2 separate regions of the Mus musculus genome follow, and region 2 is linked to region 1. A link is a contact called in public promoter capture Hi-C data. All regions are on one chromosome and are shown on one strand. Each heading gives the region's core, a stretch centred on a gene start, on an enhancer-like site or on the middle of the called end of the contact. The rest is flanking DNA. Distances are from core to core; before and after follow the strand shown.

Evidence for each region. Promoter capture Hi-C pulls out the DNA fragments that hold promoters and counts their contacts.
Region 2: a contact with region 1 is called in a promoter capture Hi-C map of cranial neural crest. The contact joins the promoter of Sema3e here to the enhancer-like site in region 1. A contact is called at or near these places in 3 of 39 promoter capture datasets (the 3T3-L1 cell line, cranial neural crest and hippocampal neurons), 1 of 115 datasets of contacts at active chromatin or transcription factors (embryonic stem cells) and 1 of 9 other capture datasets (embryonic stem cells).

Annotation. Positions count from the first base shown.
Region 1 is chr5:12,630,406-12,636,979 of GRCm38.p6, forward strand. No RefSeq gene overlaps it. Among named protein-coding and RNA genes, the nearest start is that of Sema3d, 250 kb to the left of the region's middle. Within about 2 kb of position 4,241, at least 15 of the 459 cell types and tissues checked have an H3K27ac peak or open chromatin away from gene starts, as enhancers often do.
Region 2 is chr5:14,022,300-14,028,873 of GRCm38.p6, forward strand. It overlaps Sema3e (sema domain, immunoglobulin domain (Ig), short basic domain, secreted, (semaphorin) 3E), which reads left to right and starts at 2,977. Exons shown (of 17, transcript NM_011348.2): 1 at 2,977-3,725. The coding sequence starts at 3,611.

The DNA.
Region 1 (6,574 bases), core at 2,991-5,490:
TTATAAAATTTTCCAAAAATATAGATAATAGAAGACATTATGCTAAATCACACTATTTAGTAGGCTATCTAAATAATTACTATAAAAATCATAACTATTTACATGAAAAAGTTAAGTACTCATAATCAAAATATCTAGTTTCCATCTTTAGAAATCATATGTTTCTCTAGATGGGAAAGTCTCTTTCTTCCTCACTAGTTGTAATGTTTGCATAAGGCAAACATTTAATATTTTCCCCATATTATTTTAGTTTGGAGGAAATTCTGGGGTAAATGTTACAGACATCATTTATGCAAGAGAGAAACCATAAGGAAAAGGCAAGGAGTGGGATATTAAATCAAAAGAGAATATACTTGGCATATTCTTAAACTGTGTGCTCAAATACACTAATAAGAATCACTTAAGTTATTATTAGTTCTCACTTGGAAAAAAAAAACTCTCTTCTGTGAAGTTTTTGATGCTGTCTATGTTCTCCAGCTAAGATCTGTGATTCCACATGATGTTTACAGAATCTATATTTTCATCCAGAAATTTTCAGAGCGAAACTCAAACCAGTGTTTGACAGGATCCAGCCCTCCCACATTTCCTCTGATTAACAATAACTATTCTTAAATCCTAAATGCTCTCTTTACAAAGTGGTGTGAGAAGAGAATGCTACAATACAAATGATGACTTGGGTGTTAGCAAAGATAAGCCCTGGACAGCTGACTGCTTAGGAGCTAGGTTTCGTGTATCCACTGCTGACTACAGATAATGTCCAGATTGCGACACTTGAAGACTATGATTGACTAAAGCAACAACACCTCTCTACATTTATTCTTAGAATGAAAGAGATGACTACCACCATATGATAGACTACAAAAATAACAATTCGTTTTACAAAATGAGAGAACATGTTTTGTATTCCAGACCACTGAGAGCTTTAGATTTGTTCTAAGAACCCCAACACTTCAATAAAAAATGACTAGCCCACTCTGCCACTGGCTGTTGTTCCAAACAGCATTCAATAAAAGAAATTTAGCATCCTTGATTCTGTCTTGGAATAATGCAGACTAAGCAAAAAGTCTGGAATAGACTAGATAAAAGCTTATTTTCAGGCATCCCATATGTCTTTAGCAAAGAAAATAAACCCAACAGGTGAGTTTTGTATATCAAGGTGTGTCAGCTTTGACACCATTATAAATCATTTGAGGATATATTTCTTTATGAGAGTTTTTGAGGAAATACATAAAAATAAAACTAACAACATAAAGCATTACACCAGGGAGAAAAGTATAGAGGTTTATATTCTTCTTTAAATCATAGGTGAAGGGTCGATTTGAGCAAAGAGAGAAAATACAGGATGACAAAGAATACACCTAACAACTTCTGATGTGTAGTAGGTCCAATGAACTATTTGACTGGAGAATTCATAAAACTAGTTGAGAAAAAAAATAAAGATAGTAAAATGTAGCTATGCAGCCTACAATTATACAATGGATGAATGAGTTCAGCCTCGGGGACAAATCCAGCTTGCATGCTGCTTGCCAAGACTTGGGTCTTGTCATGTGTATCTGCATCCTCCCAGAGGAAAGGAGACGTTTTGATCTGCAACGGCCCTATTGATCCAGCAAGTGCAAAGGTCAGAATAAGCTAATGTCAGACTTGAAAAGCAGTTCACCTCAAGTCTTTTCATATTCAGGGGGGGAGTATTTCCCATGAAATGGAATACAAAATAGGCAGGTTCTCAAAAAATTCAACTAGCCATCATTTGGCCATTCCAGTATGGACTGGAAAACTTGAATACTGCAAGTCTACGCTCCTAGCTAGAAGACAATGCACCATTTAGCCTTGTTATCAAACATTTCATTAGTCTGTTGTGGTATAAGAATGGTTTTGTTCTTTCCGAATTAAAATGATGTAGATATTCAGAGAGCATCAGTTTTTTATGATATGTCCAGTTGTGATGAATATCTGTACTAAAAAACCTAAAAGTCCAGTATGTACCCTAGGTTTCTCTGTATTTAATATTTCATGAAATACTCACCTGGGCTTACTTTATCTGTTACTATCTTGCAACTCTTCTAAAAATATTTTAGCATTTCAATCCAAGTTTTTCAAATGCCTTGGCTATTGAATTGCTGCCTTTATTATTACTTTCACTGTCATCATTTCCACTTGCCATCATTACAAATGCATTGCATATGAATAATTGAATAACTACTGTGTTTAGGTGTCAAGATAAAAAAGGTTAATACTAATGATGTAAATATACAGTTTATGTGCACTTCAGGTTAATTATATGAGAATATTGATAATCTCTAGTAAGATATTACAGCTTGGTTTTGCTGAAATCCAGTAGTAAACAATTTCTCAAATAATTTCCTTTTACTTTGTAGTTCTTTGTGTGAAGGTCAACATTTTCAATGTGTACCAAAGAAACCAAACCCATTTTAACTTTCACTGTAAATTATTTTTTAATATATCTTTTAATATCTGAATACAGTTAAAGTATTTCAAAATTGAGCTCTGGGCTCGACATCGGTGTGTGTGTAGAGTGAGGGAATTGATTCAAAACAAAACAAAACGAAAGAATATAAAACAAAATGTGAACAGTGGTTTGGTTACTACCATCCTAGCTTCCTTTCATTTTCTTTTGCTCCGGTTACTTCTGTTATCTTGGTAATTTCATATTCCAGTCCCCACGTGTTTCCATTAGAATCTTATAAATATGCTTATCCTTTCTCTTCTCTTTGATAGGTAGCCAGTCTCTTCATTATTTAACAAATGTCCTGTACAGTCTGAATCAAAAATTCATAATTGTCAACCAGTTTCAGTTCATGGTAGCAAACAATAGAAAAGCTGTGACTAACTTAATCAAAAGGGTAAGGAGTGGCTTGCAAAGACATGGTAAAATCAATGACTTAATATATAAGTCTTTCCTGAGGTAGAAAACAGTGTGTGTTCCTCTTAAATATTCATCAATGAATGTGGAGCTTACTAAAATAGAAAGGATAATCCTTTTCCCAGAGCCTAGTATAAGCTCACGGACTCAATGCTGTTGTCTTCATTTTACTCTTCTATCCTGAGATTTCTGTTCTAGCTGATGTTTTCAAACATTACTGGTTTTGTTCAAATTCTCATTAATGTTATTCCCATCATAATGCTTCTAAGAGAATAAGGGATCCAGTAATCTGAAATTTGCTCTTGTGTATTTTGTTGGAGTAAATCCCCTGCTCAATCTCTCTCTCTCTCTCTCTCTCTCTCTCTCTCTCTCTCTCTCTCTCTCTCTCTCTCTCTCTCTCATTATCTAACACAATTTTCCTCCTCCATTCTTCATTCTGATCAAAAACTGGGCTAGCGTTTCTCACAATGCTGGTTCGTCAAGCCTGTAATTCAAAGGCAACACCAAATCCAACTGTGTTTTACAAACACTAATAGTTCCGAAACTACATTACCACACAAGCAAGTTAAGCGCACACTTGGGAAAAGGGATCGAGTTTATGACATTATTGTACACCATTTGCGGCAAGTGTGAAGTCCCAACTCATTTTTTCCAAACAGTTTCATCTCACATGTTCTTCTCTACTTGACCAAATTCTGATTTAGGAAAAGAGACCAAACAAAAAGGTAAAAGCCTATTTAAGACCTAAACATCTTTCCTGCATTCCCATGAGACCTAAATGAGAACTAATGCATACAATCATACAGACATTGTTCCTTTTAAAGATAAAAGGAGGCACTGCTTCCCCACATGGCAAATAAATCATAATAAATCTAAGACATAGTACAAGATAGACATTAGCAGGAGATCTGAGAGCAAATCTTAAGCGTGTGAGGATCAGCCAATTGCATCCTAATGTCAAGCCAAGATCAGTGGAAATAATCATTCTGGCATCTGACAGAAGAGGTCAAAGGACAGGATTTAATGCCTCCATAGTCTGATTTTTCCAGTCTCATGGAGCAGGTGGTTAATAAGGCATGATTATTTGTTATGGTTTAAAGAGTTGAGAGCAATGTAAGATTTCCAGTGATTCCCCACTCTGGTTCTGGTGAGAACATTGTAACCTTTTTGTTAAAGACAATTATGTGGAGGTCATTACTTTGTCAGAGCTGATTTCTTTCCCTAAGAAAAATATGGAATGCAAACATATCAAGTTTCAGGGAACTAGTAATGTCACAGATGAGTCTTCCACGATTACAAAGGAGGACAGACCTGGGGTCAACGGACAGAGTCCCGAGTGCCTGCCTGATTAGACAGAGCCATTTCACTGCAGCTTTGAAAAGAAAAACCTGTGGAAACAGAGAGAGGTTTGAAAGCACCCACCAGGACTTTAACCATGGGAAGAAAGAGGGCAAGAGTGAGAGGAAGTAAGCGTGAGCCAGAAGAGAGTAGAATGAAGACATTTTGCACAGCCAATGCTATTTCGAGGGACTGTAAGGAGCTTGAATCGGTCAGACACACAACAAAGCCCAGCGCCAGCATGGAACGTTTTGCTCAGCAGGCTCTTTCCTTCCTTGTATTTGTTTTCCTCTCTGTCTGATGAATTTGTGTCAGTCAATAAATTCAACCCTTAAACTGTTTGAAAAACAAAAACGGGTAACGGCTGAGTTACAGAAAGCCTGTGAAGTTTGCTTCCCAGCCTCTGCATTTACCGGGAGAAGCGTGCTTGAGCTGGCCCATTAATTTCACTCTATTTGGTGTTTATGGTAACAACACACAATTATGAAGATTTCCAGTGATAATCTCTGTGAAAAGCATTAAGAACACTTTAGATTAATCCAGCCTTCTTACTGTAATTACCATTATTATTGTATAAGTAAAAGTTTGTACGAAGAAACATGAAGCAAATGAGTCACAGGCTATGATGTTGACCATTGTTGTGTTAATGAGAAAATGAGGCGTAAATATTGTTGACAAGTTCACTCAAACCTAGAACACTGATCTCCAGGAAGTCTTCTGGTCGTATCATCTGGTGTTTCTACCTTTGGGCATATTCATGAACCTCAAATCTGTGCAGGTGCTTGCTTCACTTTACTGTAATGAATTAGCAGCTCAGAGCCATGCGTGCCTAGGCCTTTGGCTGAAGAAAGAGTAGCAGTTTATATAACTGAATTTTTTTTTTTTTTGAGAGTGATAAAAAAAATGTGTAGCAAGTCTGGCTACCTTCTGAGCAGAGATGGAGAAAGCATGTGCAAAAGGGAAGGCCTTTTAACTACTGAGGACGGGAGGATCATAATGCAGGTAGGGTCTACAAGGCACCTGGATTACAAGAGATGTCGGGATGACAAAGAAGACAGAGTCTATAGGGAGGAACCATGGGAAAGCTACTCTCTGACCAGGAGCCTCCTGTTAGACATCCCACTCTCAGCACTTCCAATTCACCTATGGTAGGAAATACTGATTCAAGAGCAGAAATGAATACAAACTGAAGTACCTACATAAAAATTTGTAAGGGTTCTTATTAATGATTTAAATGTGTTATATGCTGTAATGGTAGCATTACTGGTTATATTGGATTAAATAGAATGAAATTAATTTTACCTTATTTTTACTTTTTGAAATGTGGCACCTACAAAAGTTTGAATTTTATACTGGTTGCATTTGATTTGTTGTAGAGAATAAAACAGAGTTGTAAAAGCTGTTTTGGATATCATACTGCAACCACAAATGTAAATGTTCACTACTACTAATGTTTGACATACGTATGATTCATATGTTACAGTGGATGAAATATGCTACCAATAACTCTACTTTTATTGATTAACTTATTTTTCTATTTAAAGAATATTTTCTCATGTATGTTGCTATGTCTACTCACTCTGTTTTACTTCTTTGGAAGGGATACTGACAAATTATAATAGCAAATATTTAAAGGGATGAATAAGATGATTGTGAGAATGGGGGAAAAGGGACCTATCGTAAAAAGCTAGTAATTCAATAGAAAGATAGGTTGTTGTTACCTACTGTGTACTGCGGAATAAACTCTGGTTCACATTTGAAGGAAAGAGGGAATTCCAGTTTCTCAAAATTAAGAAAAATGAACTAAGAATAGAAACTCATAAAAAGGATTGGTAATTTTGCAGAGGTGGTACAAACCTAAATGGCCTTTCTCCAAGTAATGCATAATTCAACTCAAATGAAGTTTATATATATATACATATATATATATACATACACACACATATATCATATATATATGTATACACACACACACACACACACATATATGTTAGATACTCAATGTGGACTAAATAAATTATATTTTCAAGGATTTAATTTCTGTATTAAGATTTTTATCATTAAAAGCAAGAATAGGATGTGAAATAGGTATGAAAGAAGTAAAACAATATGTGGCTTAAAAGTAGACTATACAGCTCCCTGAAAACCAGGCACTTTTCCAAGAGTCATCTGGTATTTGAAGTAAAAGCCACCAACTGCAAAGTTGACATGGTAGCATGACCTAATAATAATCATAGAAATAGCTCTCAACATCTCAGTTTCTGAAATGTTATTTGTCACTGGTCCCAAGTTGATTTGGCTTGGGGATCAACTCGACGCCAAGAAAAACTGTAAAAACATAAACTATAAAGG
Region 2 (6,574 bases), core at 1,727-4,226, 1.4 Mb after region 1:
TTCAAGGCCATCCTGGTCTACAGAGCTAATTTTAGGACAACCAAGGCTACACAAAGCAACTTTGTCAAGAAGAAGAAGAAGAAGAAGAAGAAGAAGAAGAAGAAGAAGAAGAAGAAGAAGAAGAAGAAGAAGAAGAAAAGAAGGAAGGAAAGAAAACAACAAAACAAACAATCAAAACAACAAGAATCACCACCAATGGGAGATTTAGAATGAGACATTTTATTTAACAAGAATAACTTTGTTACTGGCATTGGTTACCTGTAGCAACATAGCTGCTCTGGCAAGGAACTACATCCAAATACCTTCCTGATCTGTGTGATTGGCCTGAAAAACACACTTTTAATCCCTCTGTTTGGAACATAAACAGATGGATTAGTACACACCTTTAATCCCAAACAACGAAGATAAAGTTAGTTTGAAGAAGGATGCATCCATGTTTGAAATCAGTGTCTAATTGAGGGGCAGACAAAGTGATGAATCAGAGAAAGAGTTGACAGAAAGAGTCAGAGATTACCCAACTCTCACCAGGAGAGCACAGGAAGGAGAAGCTATTTGAGAGCAGCACAGGAAGAAGGGTGAGTCAGTGGGGAGTCAGTGCAGTGAGTGCAGTGCAGAGGAGCTGAGTTCATGCATGAGTTCACACAGCTCAGGGCAGGTCAGCAGAGTCAGTTGAAGCCAGACAATGAGAAGGAGCCAGAAGACTAGAACAAATTGCCAGAGTTAATTTGAGGCTAAACAGAGCAATTCAGCAAGAAGCTGAGAGAAGCCAGATTGAAACAATCAACGTAGAAAGGAGTCTGAGCCAGAACAGCTGGATTGAGACAGTTATCCTGAGTTCAGGATGAGCTAGAAAGCATGAGCTCATTCAGCAGTAAGCCTTCAAGACAACAACGACATCCGGTTAATAAAAGATACATTGACAGTTACTTGTTTTGTTCTCCCATGTCTGTATATTGCTCAGACTGACAACCTCAAATCAATCATTGAATCATCAAATACTATTGTTTATCCAAAAGACCCACAATCTACAGGGACACTTTACTTACTATTGAATTTATTTTATTTTTTCAATTTCAAAATTTTCCACAGTACATGGGATTCTTCCCAAGCAGTGTGCCTTTCATGTCCCGGTTTGTCTATATTATTCTTGGATTGTACATAATTACTTTTAAAAAATCCACTGCTCAAAATGTCATACTGAAATGAGAATCTGAATGGCAAACTCACTTCTGAATTTCATATTTTCTGAAACTAATTATTCTTAGTTTCTTTCACAAAGAGAATAGCCAATTTTGTCTCAAAGACTATTCCGAAGGATAGTCTAAAAACATATGGAGGAATCTGAGAGCCTCATGAGTACCCGATGTTTAGTTTTAATAGTCATTTTAATTATTAATTTATTTCCCATTATCCATAGGTTTTCTATAACACACACAGAAAGGTAAAAGGCCATAGAAAGGGTTTGAAGGGACATGTAATACAAACGTGAAAAAAGTAAAACAGAGCACATTTTGTGATGGACAAAGGAGTGGATTACTGTGGTAAATGCTTTGAAATTGCCCATACTCACTTTGAGGAAGTGAGAAATTTTAGCATTAATAGTACTTATTCTCCAATTTACTTTGAGTCTCAATGAAGTATCTATGATCGTCTTTCTTTAACCCTATAGCAATCTTAGGTAGATGTCAGTTGAATAAGGATATTAATTTCAGTAATCAATGCACAGACCCTGCCCTTAGGTAAAGCTGATAAAGTTGTTATCTATGTTCTAGTTACTTTGGTTTCTGGAACAGAGTGAAATGATTGTGAAGTTACAGGATGTTACAGTTAGGTCTGTAGCCCATCTCCCTGGCTTTTAAAATATGCAAGTGTCTACAAAGACCACCCCGTGTTAAAAGTCGACATACTTCATGTTGTTTCAGCGTTAAGTACTGTTTAGAGTTTGTTATCTTTTGTGAACCTTGCAAATCTAATTATTTATAATCTCCGGTGACATTTACATTTTGCTAAATATACTCTGTCCATGTTATCCTTTAAACATGGGTAAAGGATGCCTGGTTGGACTTCTTGCTTGTATAGAATGTAGGATATTGGAATGACCTAAGTTATCTTTTTGTTATAATCATATCACTTTAAGCACATAATTCTGAAAAACTGTCCACAGCCATTGCTATATATAAAATGAAGACTAAGAAGAAAAAGCCATCATAGCGGATATCATTTGTTTACCATTTAACTTTCAGCTGTGAGACCAAACCGCTATTACAGCTTACTGCTGTCTTGAAATAATACAATTCATTTCCATGCCAGCAGCTCTAGAACGTTTGGTTTAGTTTTTGAAACTGCTTGAAAGTAGATTGAACAGCTGACCTATTGTGTTAAGTTTACTTACACAAACATGGTGTCATGAAAATAAACTCTGAGAGTGCACAACACTGACTTCCAAGGTACTTTACATCCTGTGTTAATGCTTGCCTTACCCAGGCCCAGCGAGTAGAGAGTCTCAACTTTACCTACACCTCTCTACATCGAGACACCTCTCTCAGAAGACCAATACCTTGACCTTTAATCTTTCTTAAATGTGAGCTGAGATATGTTTTTGTTTTAGGAAAATGAATATACGGCAGATTTCTTTTTTCATATTAACTCATTTATGAAACGATGGAAAAGTGACATTTTACCCCTCTGGCTCTTGAAATACGCACTTTCCTCAAGAGTCAAAAGTAACATTTCTAAGATGGAAAATACAGAAAACTTGAATTGTGAACAAGGTTCTGTGGAAACAGTGAACAAATTAATTTGGCTCCCGGATAGTGGGAGATTTAGACTGTGGATTTATTGAAAGATGAATGAGCATTTCAAAGTCCTTCCCGAGGCCACGGCTCAGCCTTTCACATGCTCAATAGTATTCTGCAGGTCTTCCTGGCCCCGCCCCGACAGGGTGAGGACCTGTCTCCCTTGCCTGGCGGGCGGGTCAGAGCCGGGGAGATGCGGCGAGGCACGTGGGCTGGAGACACTTCCTAGAAACGCGCGCGGGCTCAACCCTGCCTGAACTTTCCTGTAAACAGAGCGCTGACAGGCGGCATCCCCGCTGGGTGGATCCCGCGCTCCTGGCGCAAGTGGCACTTCTTGCTTCTAATTATCGAGAGGAGAGGCGAATACGAACTAGCTGCTCGGCAAGTCAGTGCAGGAGGCTGACTTCTGGGAGGCTGGCGGGGAGGCTGGGGGAAGAGCTGGGGGAGGCTGCTGCTCTGCTCCGACTGTTTTCTCAATGAATAGCTGGCGGGGAGACTGAAGCTAGCCACAGCCTCCTCCTCACTCCGCGTCTGGGTGACGGCGACAGCACCAGCCCGGACCTGGCTCTCAAGACGCGCTCCTTGGACGGTCTCTTGCTCCGCGCTTCTAACCACCGGGCCCAAGGACAGAAAGGCTTAGCGGATCCAAATATTGCCCGGCAAATGGCACTTGGGAATGGTATTTTCTGATGACAACCCCTTCTGTTTGTGACAAAGCCTGTCGCCCGCAGTTGCCCCTGGAGGGAAGTACTAAGTAAAACTCAATCCTGTCTTAAAGTGTGGCTGCAGGGGCCAGAGGAGAGCCAGCACGCACCATGGCACCGGCCGGACACATCCTCACCTTGCTGCTCTGGGGTCACCTGCTGGAACTCTGGACCCCAGGTCACTCCGCGAACCCCTCCTACCCCAGGCTACGCCTGTCACATAAAGGTAGGTTACCTTTCCTTATCCTTTTGTTAGGAAAATGACCGAATGGAAAGTCACTTAACACAGGTCCATGTTGCCCCCAAGACCCTCAAAGTGCACCTGAAGCATATTGCCACACTCACCCAGGAGTGTAAGCACCTCGAGTTAACATATCCTACCTCATCTGGAAAAAGTGTTAAATCGCTTGCCAACTTGGAGGTGTTATTTTTGCCCTAGAAATATCAGATATTATTCTGGAGAAGTTCACTCACCGCTCTGCAGAACTGAGAAGGTGGGGCGCAGCTGCTAATAGCTGGAAAGGCTAAATCCCCCAAGTGAGCTGTAGCTACTGAAATACCACTACTTGCACTATGGGAGGCCTATGGGACAGGCTTTAAAAGTAGAGGCACACTGTTGTTGCTGCTGTCGTTGTTGTTGGGTGTTTTGTTTGTTTTCTTTTTAATGAGATTGAGAGGAGAAAAGAAAATTCCTGAGGAAAAAAAATGATATCATTCCCCCGTGTAATTAAAATGACTAACAAATAATACAAATTAGCCTTCACACTGAGTTGATTATTAGAATATTTTAATATGTGGCAAAATAAAGTAGTTTATTGGCAATCATGGTAAAGTGACTTGTAATGATTAAATATTACTATGTACTAGCTGTTTCTTTAAGTGTGCATTCATCTATTTTTACTGAATGCTTAGCACAATGTTTATTTTACTCTGCACACAGCTCCATCATATTCATAAATAAATGATCAAACGATAGGTTCTGCATCAGGACCAGTCAAAGCCAATCATCAGTCCTCCTGTCACCAAACAAATAAGAAGCAAAACCTGTGTTAAGAGGAAGCGATTTTGTTGACTTGAAAGGAATTTGGAATAAATTATTGGGAATGAAGTATTCATTACCACCACCAATTAAGACAGAGAACAGATGCAATAATAAGGATTACATAAGAGCCATTTTATTCAACCGAGTAAGCTTTTAAATTGTCTTTCACTATGGAAAGAACATAATCTGCATTTCTGAATACAAGAGAAGACTTTTAGCAGAGGATGGAACCAGAAGGTCTGAGTTTAGTATGACATAAATGGCCCTTTTGTCTTCTTATTGGACAGCAGTAAATGTAATGGTGACTGTAGAAATTTCTCATCTTGATACTTAAAATTATGGGTATCTTCTTGATTTAAATAATGTTCTTGTAACATTAAGTTCTAGGTACCAAAAATGCATTAAGTATATAAATATAATTCATTTGTAACATTTAACACACACCTTTTGATTTGGGACGATATATTATGATGGAGATAGCAAAGTCTCTATTTCTAAGAAGTTATAACCAAATACATCAAAGTGCAAAATTTGACTATGGAGATGGACTATGGAGAAATGAAGATGCCAGAAAAGAATAAGTTGATTCAGAATCTTATGAGTGCTATTTATCCTAGGGCTATTACGAATGAATTATTTCTTCCCAATTTGTGTTTCTGAGTGTACACTGTTGCTATATATGAAGCCTACAGTTCTTCATATTGTTTTCATGAGAAAAATGAAATCACAAAATTTACAGGAAAATGTATGGACTTGGGAAGTATACTGTTAAGTGAGGTGAACCAAACTCATGCAAGAAAGCATTGCATGTTCTTTCTGAAATGTGGATCCTAGCCTATAATACATGTACTGCGTGTGTGTAAACAGCAAGCAAGCATAGCTAACTATAGGTGTAGTGTAAGACTTAGAAAGGAGAGCAAGGAAGGGTGACATTAGGTAATGAGGAAGGATGGAATGTAGGCAAAGGGACACATGAGTCATGAAAGGATATAGGGCTTGTTTTTCTCCCTTCTAGTTTCAACTCTGCCATAGTTTCTTTCTTCCTTTTTTTTTTTTTTTTTTTTTTTTTTTTTTTTGTGGTGGATAACTGAATAAAAATGTAGAAAAAAAGGAAGGCAAATGGATAGGCTGTTGGTTTTGACATGCTGCTGTTCTGTTGAGCCTTCCATTGACCTTTATACCGCAGGCAGACTTGGCTTTTGATAGCTCCGTATCAGTATGTTTTCCAAATTGCTTCATTTGATTTTGTACCAGAGAGCTTATAATTTGGTCAGTGTACCAAAATTCCGTGGTACAGTCAATCTCATTTAAATATATTTTCTTTAATCAAGCTCATCTTCAAGATGTCTCTCTTAATCAGGGAAATCAGTGTAACTGATTTTATGAGCCATGTCATATGTTGTGGAGAGGACTTGCATGTATTTGTGTGTACTAGACTGAGAACTCTCCCAGGATTTCTCTCTGGCATGTCTTCTACACTTATTGGGACTGGCTAGGCAGACAGTTTTATGGTGATAGCTTTATATGAAGACAGTGTAGTGATATCTTCGAATAAAATGTTCTTACTTGTGAATTTTAGTTAGGACAGTCAGCTATGAGATCACACCAGAGAGGCAACGGGGAGCAGCACATGCTTGCTGTACCGCAGGTTTCTCAGTGACGCGGAAGGCAAGGAATGTCAGAGCAAGGACATGTAGTTCAGTCAGCACAAAATGAAGCACTCTCCATGCTCTGGAATTCAGCCGATGGTCCAAGAGTCTTCAAATATTAAGAATCATGCAGCGCAGGTTAATCTTCTGAAGTATTGCATGGTGACAGGAATTTTGGGTTTTCAGTTGCAGGTGGAGTTAAGTGATTGATATTACCAATGGTTGCTCAGTCTTTCAAAGTAAGATATACAGGTGTGTAGGACACATCACCTCTGCGCTGCTGCCTGACCCTATGGGGTGACACGGTCAGCTCCCTAGAGGGCCCATGTTGTGTGCATCCATCATTCTTCTCATGGCAGTGGTCTATGCCATGTGGGAGAAGGG